2 separate regions of the Gossypium hirsutum genome follow, and region 1 is linked to region 2. The links are chromatin contacts, called in public Hi-C maps. All regions are on one chromosome and are shown on one strand. The core of a region is the stretch at or near the end of the contact, and the rest is flanking DNA. Distances in the headings are between cores, read along the strand shown. Region 1 has its middle 10 kb from the start of LOC107892259. Region 2 holds the start of LOC107892260 (oleosin 16.4 kDa-like).

Region 1 (3,243 bases), core at 515-3,014, 150 kb before region 2:
TCGACGTGGAATCATGATTTCAACCTGATCAAGAATCTAGGTCCGCCAATAAATGGCTCAAAGCGCCTAAGTCATGGGTCTTGACAACTAGGTTCATGAAATCTCCAATGAAACCCAGGGAGTTCATTTCCGAACCAGAAAATTTAGTTCCATAGAAAATTTTTAAGGGAATTTCATATGCTTATACGTACAGATGTCATTACGTTCTTTCGAACTTATAAGAATTTATGCTTGAATGCAGGTTAGCTAATTACCCTGACAAATCAATAGGGGCCAAGCCAAACTCAAACAAGTTAAGTGGTGCACAGTAGTTGTCCATTTATATAGAGGGGCACCCGTAGAGGCCCCGCCTCAGGGTATAAGTTGATTGTATAAGTATTCGTTCTTTCATAGAGAAATTGTATACACTTGTTGGACATAAAGCTCTTAGGAGTCTATCACTAGGTATATACAAGTTATATTAGCAATTAGAATTATAAAACCTACGTCGTTAATTATGTGATTAAATCGAAAATTGAAATTTTATTAAGTCGTGTGAGTTAGTGTAGCATTTGGTACTCAGACCCGAAAATCTGGTCAGATAGCGGGTGTTACAAGTTATTTCACGGAAAACAGGAAATGAGGACAACATTGCACTTTGTAAGAGGTTGGTAAATTGTTAAATCATTTAGAGGCATTGAAGAAGGTTTTGTAGTGACAATTGTGCTTTAGCACTTGGCCTAAGTCTAAAGGCACATCTATGTCATTAATTTTTGATCGAGTTTAATTTTATATAGGTTATTGGTTATTAATAGTCATTAACTAAAAATATCCTTATCCACTACATTAGTGAATTGAGTTATTGTTTTGTTTATTGCATTTTCATTCAATTTACCATTTATTGGTTTCTACTTGACTTTTACTTTATTGTCTTTATACTAGTAACTTATTTAATTAGTGAATCAAGAGAGTAGTTGAAGTCATTCGTACCATTTTTCTATACGTTCAATCCCCGAAATATTTCTTAATGGATTTATTTGGTTGTAATTATTATTTGAATGTGATGTTATACTCTTGTAGTTAAAAGTAAATAATGAACATCATTTTGTGGCCCAATTAAATATTTATTTTTGGACTAATATTTTTATATGTAGACACCTTATTTTGTCTAGACAATCAATTTCGATTTTATTAGGTTTTGATTTTATTGAATTAGGGGTTATTTGTACTTTATTAAAGTTGAGATCGACCTTCTAATAATTTTGGAATCGAATTAAATTTTATTTGATTTTGAGTTAAGATTAGAGGTTGAACATTAAGATATGTGCTAAACTTAATTGTTTTTTCTCAATTAATAAAGTAAATTGGACTTTTGATAATTAAAATTTGGCCATTCATGATTGGTTTTAAGTTGGAATTTATTTTTAAAATTGATTTTTAAATAATTTTTTAAATGGATATACATATCGGAAATTGATTGTAAGAAATAAAAATGAAATTAAATTCCCGAATTTTGAACACAAAGTTTTAAATCTTAAATCAGATTTCAATTTAATAACAGTGTGCTTCTAGTTTGGTTAGATTTCATTTTACGAGGCACCTTAAAATCCCATTATGTTATGATAGGATCATTTTGAGACCACTCCTTACTAAGGCTCGATTTTGACTCAAGCCCAAATAACTTATTGTCCATTTCATTTTTAGCCCAATATTTTTTAAAAATTAGTTATTTGGGCCCATTAGAAGCCCGTTTATTTTACCAATCCATTTTAATTTTAGTCTTGGTCCTAAGGCCCATTTGTCATCAAAGCTTACTATTAGGGTTTCTAGACCCTAGCCCCTCCATGCACCGCACAAAGAAGGAAAAAAAAAGAGATCTTTTACAAATCAAATTTGGTAATACAAACAGGCAGTACAATGGGTAAATTAGCAAAATGACAAACAATTTTTTACAACACAAATTTGAAGCAAAACAGATCAAATAATGTTAACATAAGACTAAAAAAGAAAAAGAAAAACCTTTTTTTATCCTTTTTCATTTCATTTCCTTTTTATTCTTTTATTCTCGTCAAATCTAAAGATCAGATCTGAGAAATATTTTCAAAAACATTTTTCAAAACAAAAAAAGAAGCTTTTTTGTACCGGCCACCGTGCTCGCCACCAGAGACCGCACAAAGAAAAACAAAGGGAAATTTCCAGATGAGCCCCTCCGTGTTTCAGAGTTTGCAACAGGGGTCGTTGCATGGTGAATTTGCAACATCAGTATTACAAGTATTATTATATTTAGATTTTAAGTTTGATTGGATTTTTTTAAATTAGATATGTTATTTTTTATAATTATTTATTTAGATTTAAATATGACTTTTGCTTCTTAAGGTTGATACGAGGTTTAGGTTTTAATTCTGATTAGATTATTTAAATTAGGTTAGATTTCCAAGTAGTTTTAAAATAGATTTTAAATTAAGTTAGAATTAGATTTTTAATATTAGGTTGGAGTCCGATTTAGAGCTTTCGATCAGGTAATCTTAATTATCTAACTTTGTAGGGCCATCTATGACAAACATTGTGGTGAACTATTTTTCCTTGTTCAATCTTTTACAATTTCATGCAAGTGTTAATATTAAATGAAATCTATTTAGAGTTATTTTGAGCTAGTGAAGAGATTGAAAGGACATATATAATATGAGATAAAATGATATGTAATTAAGTAAATTAATTGTTGGGGATCGACCCGATTAAGCAACGAACAAGTAAAAATAGCAGAATAAATTGAGGAATTGAACACACAAATTTAACGTGAAAAAACCCCTCCAAAGAGAATAAAAAACTATGGGCAAAGATAATTTTACTATAGTGACAAAAGAACAAAGAGTACAAAAGATGAAGATAAAAAAAAACTAAACTCCGAAACCTAAAAACAAAGAACCTAACAAAACGTAAACACACAAATCTTCAAAAGTGTTATGAGTTTTAATATTTAATGAGTATTTTTTCTAAGGTTGTAAAAGAACCTATTTATAGGCTAAATTCGTAGGTCAAATAAATTATGTTAATAAATGTTAAATATATTATACTAATAAATACTAAATATTCTAGAAAGAACATATATTTTGTTTAACTTGATTTGCAAGCAATCTCTTATTTTATTTAACATGAATTTAGGTCACACAACTCTAATAATAAGTTTTGACTTTTCATCTATTAATTACATCATTATTAGTCATGGAGTCAGACCATTGCAAGTATTATGGCTAAACTCTCACT
Region 2 (3,753 bases), core at 672-3,171:
GTCATTAAAAGTTTATATTAATGTAAATGGAATTTTGGTTGAGATGGTAAATTTGTTTTAAAATTAAAACTATTCATAAGTTTGATGCAGTTGCAATCAAATCTAATATTAATATATTTTATATTTAGAGGTAAAACTAAAATTTTTTAAGGGATTGAAATTAAATTGTAATTTTTATGATAATAAAAATTATAATTTTATTATTTTAATAGTTTATATTTTTATAAATTTTAAAGGATTAAATTATATTTTTATATTTTTAGAAGAGACAAAGTGTAATTTTACCTTTACTAATTTAAAATTTTAAAAATCTTAAAGGGCTTAAATAGAAAACTTTCTATTTTAAAGGGGACCGAGGCCACTGTCACCCCCTAGTTTTGCCCTTTTTTATGTTTATCTGACTCTAACTTGAAATAAGGATTTGAAATTTTGTTAATGTATGTTTATATTTGTAAATAACTAATTCAAACCTATTTTAAGTCTGCTCATATTATCTTTAAAATATATATTATTTTTAATTTAATTTTTAATATTTTAGATTATTTTTCATTAAAATTTCAAATTTAGACATCTTAACATATTTTTAATTTTTACATAATATCATATTATTATATATTTAATTTAATAAAATATAAATCTATTACAAAAAGTATAAAACAGGCCGGGCTAAATCGAGCTCAAGCCTTGAATATTGAATCCTAAGCCCGATCAATATTTAAACAAGCTTTTTTTTTCCCCAAGTTCATTTTTTAGTCTTGTACTTTTATTCAAATTGCTTCGTTTTCAACTAACTTTTGAGCTTAAGGGGATAACTTGAATTGTGAATATACCTATTAAAAACTATGATGTTAAGTTTAAAGCGTAAACTTTTCTTTTATTTTTATAAAAATAATGTAACATATTTTGTAAAAAAATTAATTAAAAATTTGAATTAATGATATATTTTTGGTTCAACCAATCCAACCACTCGAACTGGCCAAATTCAAATAACCATAGCAGTGAGTTTATTTAAGGATGACAATGGAGTGGGGTGAGAGAAAATATTGCTAAATCCACCACCACTCCATAGTTGACATACTCTACTTCACCACCCACCCCATTCCACTATGGATGCATAATTTTGAAATCCACTACCACTTCCATAGATGTTGGATACATCCAACTCCACCCCCGTCCCAATCTCACTCTACTTTGTTTCAGTTTAATTTTTGTAACTTATTTTTAGTATTTTTAATTTTTTAAAGTCAACTAAATATTTAAAAATAATTCTTCAAAAAAATAAAATATATGGATTTTTTTATATTGCATTATTACACTTTAACCTTTTTAATAGTTTATATATACAATAATGAAATGGTAATTTCTATAGTGGAGCATATTAAGGTGACAACAATTACTATAACAGCTTCATATTCACTATCCAACCGCTCTACCGGTATTCACTTTTTAAAAAAATCATTTTGTTCCTACTATATTTTAATTTTTTTTCTTTAATTCCACATCAACATATATATATATTGAAAATTAACAATTGGGGTAAGATATAAGAAATTTCAAAAAGAAATTCATGTCAAGACTAGCATAGTTTTCAATTGATTAGTGATTTAAACCGAAGTACAACATATTATTAATAATAGTAAAAAAACTCACCCAACAATTTCAAATTAAAGCATATGAAGATGAAATCTCCAAATCGAGTGTAACATACAAATTAAAATTTTAATTTGATAATCTAGGGATGAAAAAATATAATAAATATTTTTATTGAATCAAGATATATGTGATAAAATAATAATAATCTTTTCAAATTGGAAAGCGACAGTGAAACTTGGTTCTCATGCAAAACCTCAGCTCACCAAGTCATCCCCTACGTGTCTCCATATGACACCCGTCTCCCCCTTTATAAAAATCCCGCATCCTCCCCAATACCTTCCCCACCTTTCTCCATCTTTATTTTTCACTTTCCACACACTTAACTTAATTAAGCAAGCTCGTAAGCTGTTTTCATCAATGGCCGACCGTGACCGCTCTTACCGATTTGACCAGGTTGTTCGTGGTGATAGAACGAACTATCAAAGCGGACCATCAACAACCCAAGTTCTAACCGTCCTCACCCTCCTTCCCATCGGCGGCACTCTCCTTGCATTAGCCGGGCTAACCCTCACCGGCACCGTCATCGGCCTATGCGTGGCAACGCCACTCTTCGTCATCTTCAGCCCGGTTCTGCTCCCAGCTGCCATCGCGGTTTTCATGGCTGTGGCCGGTTTCTTGTCGTCCGGGGCTTTTGGGTTGACGGGACTGTCCTCGCTCTCCTACGTATTTAACCGCTTCAGACAGGCGACTGGCACCGAGCAGCTCGACGCGGACCGGGCCAAGAGGGGCATGCAAGATATGGTGGGGTATGTGGGACAAAAGACTAAGGAAGCTGGGCAGACTATCGAAAACAAGGCTCATGAGGGTGGTAGGACATGAATATGAACCATGGAAGGTTGCTTTGCTTGCTTGTAAAATGTACTTTAAGTGTGTTTCATTTTCGAGAAGTCTTTCGTCTTTGCGATTTTCGTGCATGTTGATTTTATCTTCTTCTTTTTCTCTAGTTGTGAAATAATGGGTAATATACTAATATATTAGATTTGTGGTATATGTGTTTTTTTTTTATGTTTATATGCGTTGTTTTTAAACCTTATATGCACTGGTAGAGGTGTTCAACCAAATTCTGCCACCGGAAAAAAATTATCCCATGCCCTTTTGGACGAGTTTTTCGGTGTCTTCTTTTTTAGGTTGCAAGACTGAAATGGTTGGGCTTTCGGGTGGGCCAATAATTAAAAAAACAAAAAATAAATAAAATTGACCGTTAAAGACATAAATATTTGCTTTAGTAATTACTAGAAATCGCGTGTTTATTTTCTTGATCTGGTTTGTTAAGAATAACATAAAATAAATGATCTTGAAATTAATTAATCATGCTCTATTAACAGCTAGGGGGCCGGCAGATAAGGTAAAATTATATTTTGGTCCCTTATAATTAAAAAGCTGAAATTGTATTTTTACGTGTTTAGTTTCGCCCCGTCTATAAACAATCACTATTGAATATGACAAAATCAGCACGTAAACTAATTAATCATTATTAATATTAAATGTATTTATTATTGTTGATGATGATATTGTAAGAAAATATTTTATGTTAATTTTAGTTTTTTATTTAAAAATTATATGGACAGATATAAAAAATTATAACTACTTATTTAATAAAAAAAATATGTTAATTATTTTCTGGTATCTTTTTTATGATTAATTATTTTAACAATAATTATCATTTATTCGTTATATTTATATTAAAGAAATCATTAAAAAATAAATAATAATTTAAAAATAGAAGTGAAGGGTGGTATTTTTTTTTTCTGCGTGAAAACGGAAGTAAGGGTTTTTTACTTAAATAATTTTAAATAAAAATTAAATATTGAAATAAGTTGTTAGTTAGATTATATACGAAAAAGATATGTTATTTTAGGTCATGATATGTGTAACTACCTTTTTTTCATATTAAAATTAATTTTTTGTTTTTTTAATTATTATTTTATTAGTAGTGCCTTTCTCATAGGCGCCTATCCGATAGGCGTGACTGGTGGAGCCTATCTGACAAGAGTGACTGGTGCTTAATTTTTTCTCTATATATACTCTCCCGAAATTAAATAAGTAGAAGAGACAAAATTTAGCATAACAAAAGTAAGAAGATAGGGAGAAGAAAGAAAG

Evidence for each region. Hi-C and Micro-C count contacts between places; a contact is called where the count stands out from the background.
Region 1: a contact with region 2 is called in a Hi-C map of leaf, with 2.6 times the contacts expected there. The contact joins the enhancer-like site here to the promoter of LOC107892260 in region 2. A contact is called at or near these places in 8 of 34 Hi-C or Micro-C datasets (anther, callus and leaf).

The regions. Positions count from the first base shown.
Region 1 is chrD09:9,296,557-9,299,799 of Gossypium_hirsutum_v2.1, reverse strand. No RefSeq gene overlaps it. Among protein-coding and RNA genes, the nearest start is that of LOC107892259, 10 kb to the left of the region's middle. Within about 2 kb of position 1,764, at least 5 of the 9 cell types and tissues checked have an H3K27ac peak or open chromatin away from gene starts, as enhancers often do. A contact at or near this core is called in leaf, where this site is marked.
Region 2 is chrD09:9,144,013-9,147,765 of Gossypium_hirsutum_v2.1, reverse strand. It overlaps LOC107892260 (oleosin 16.4 kDa-like), which reads left to right and starts at 1,921. Exons shown (of 1, transcript XM_016817291.1): 1 at 1,921-2,641. The coding sequence starts at 2,011. The coding sequence ends at 2,472.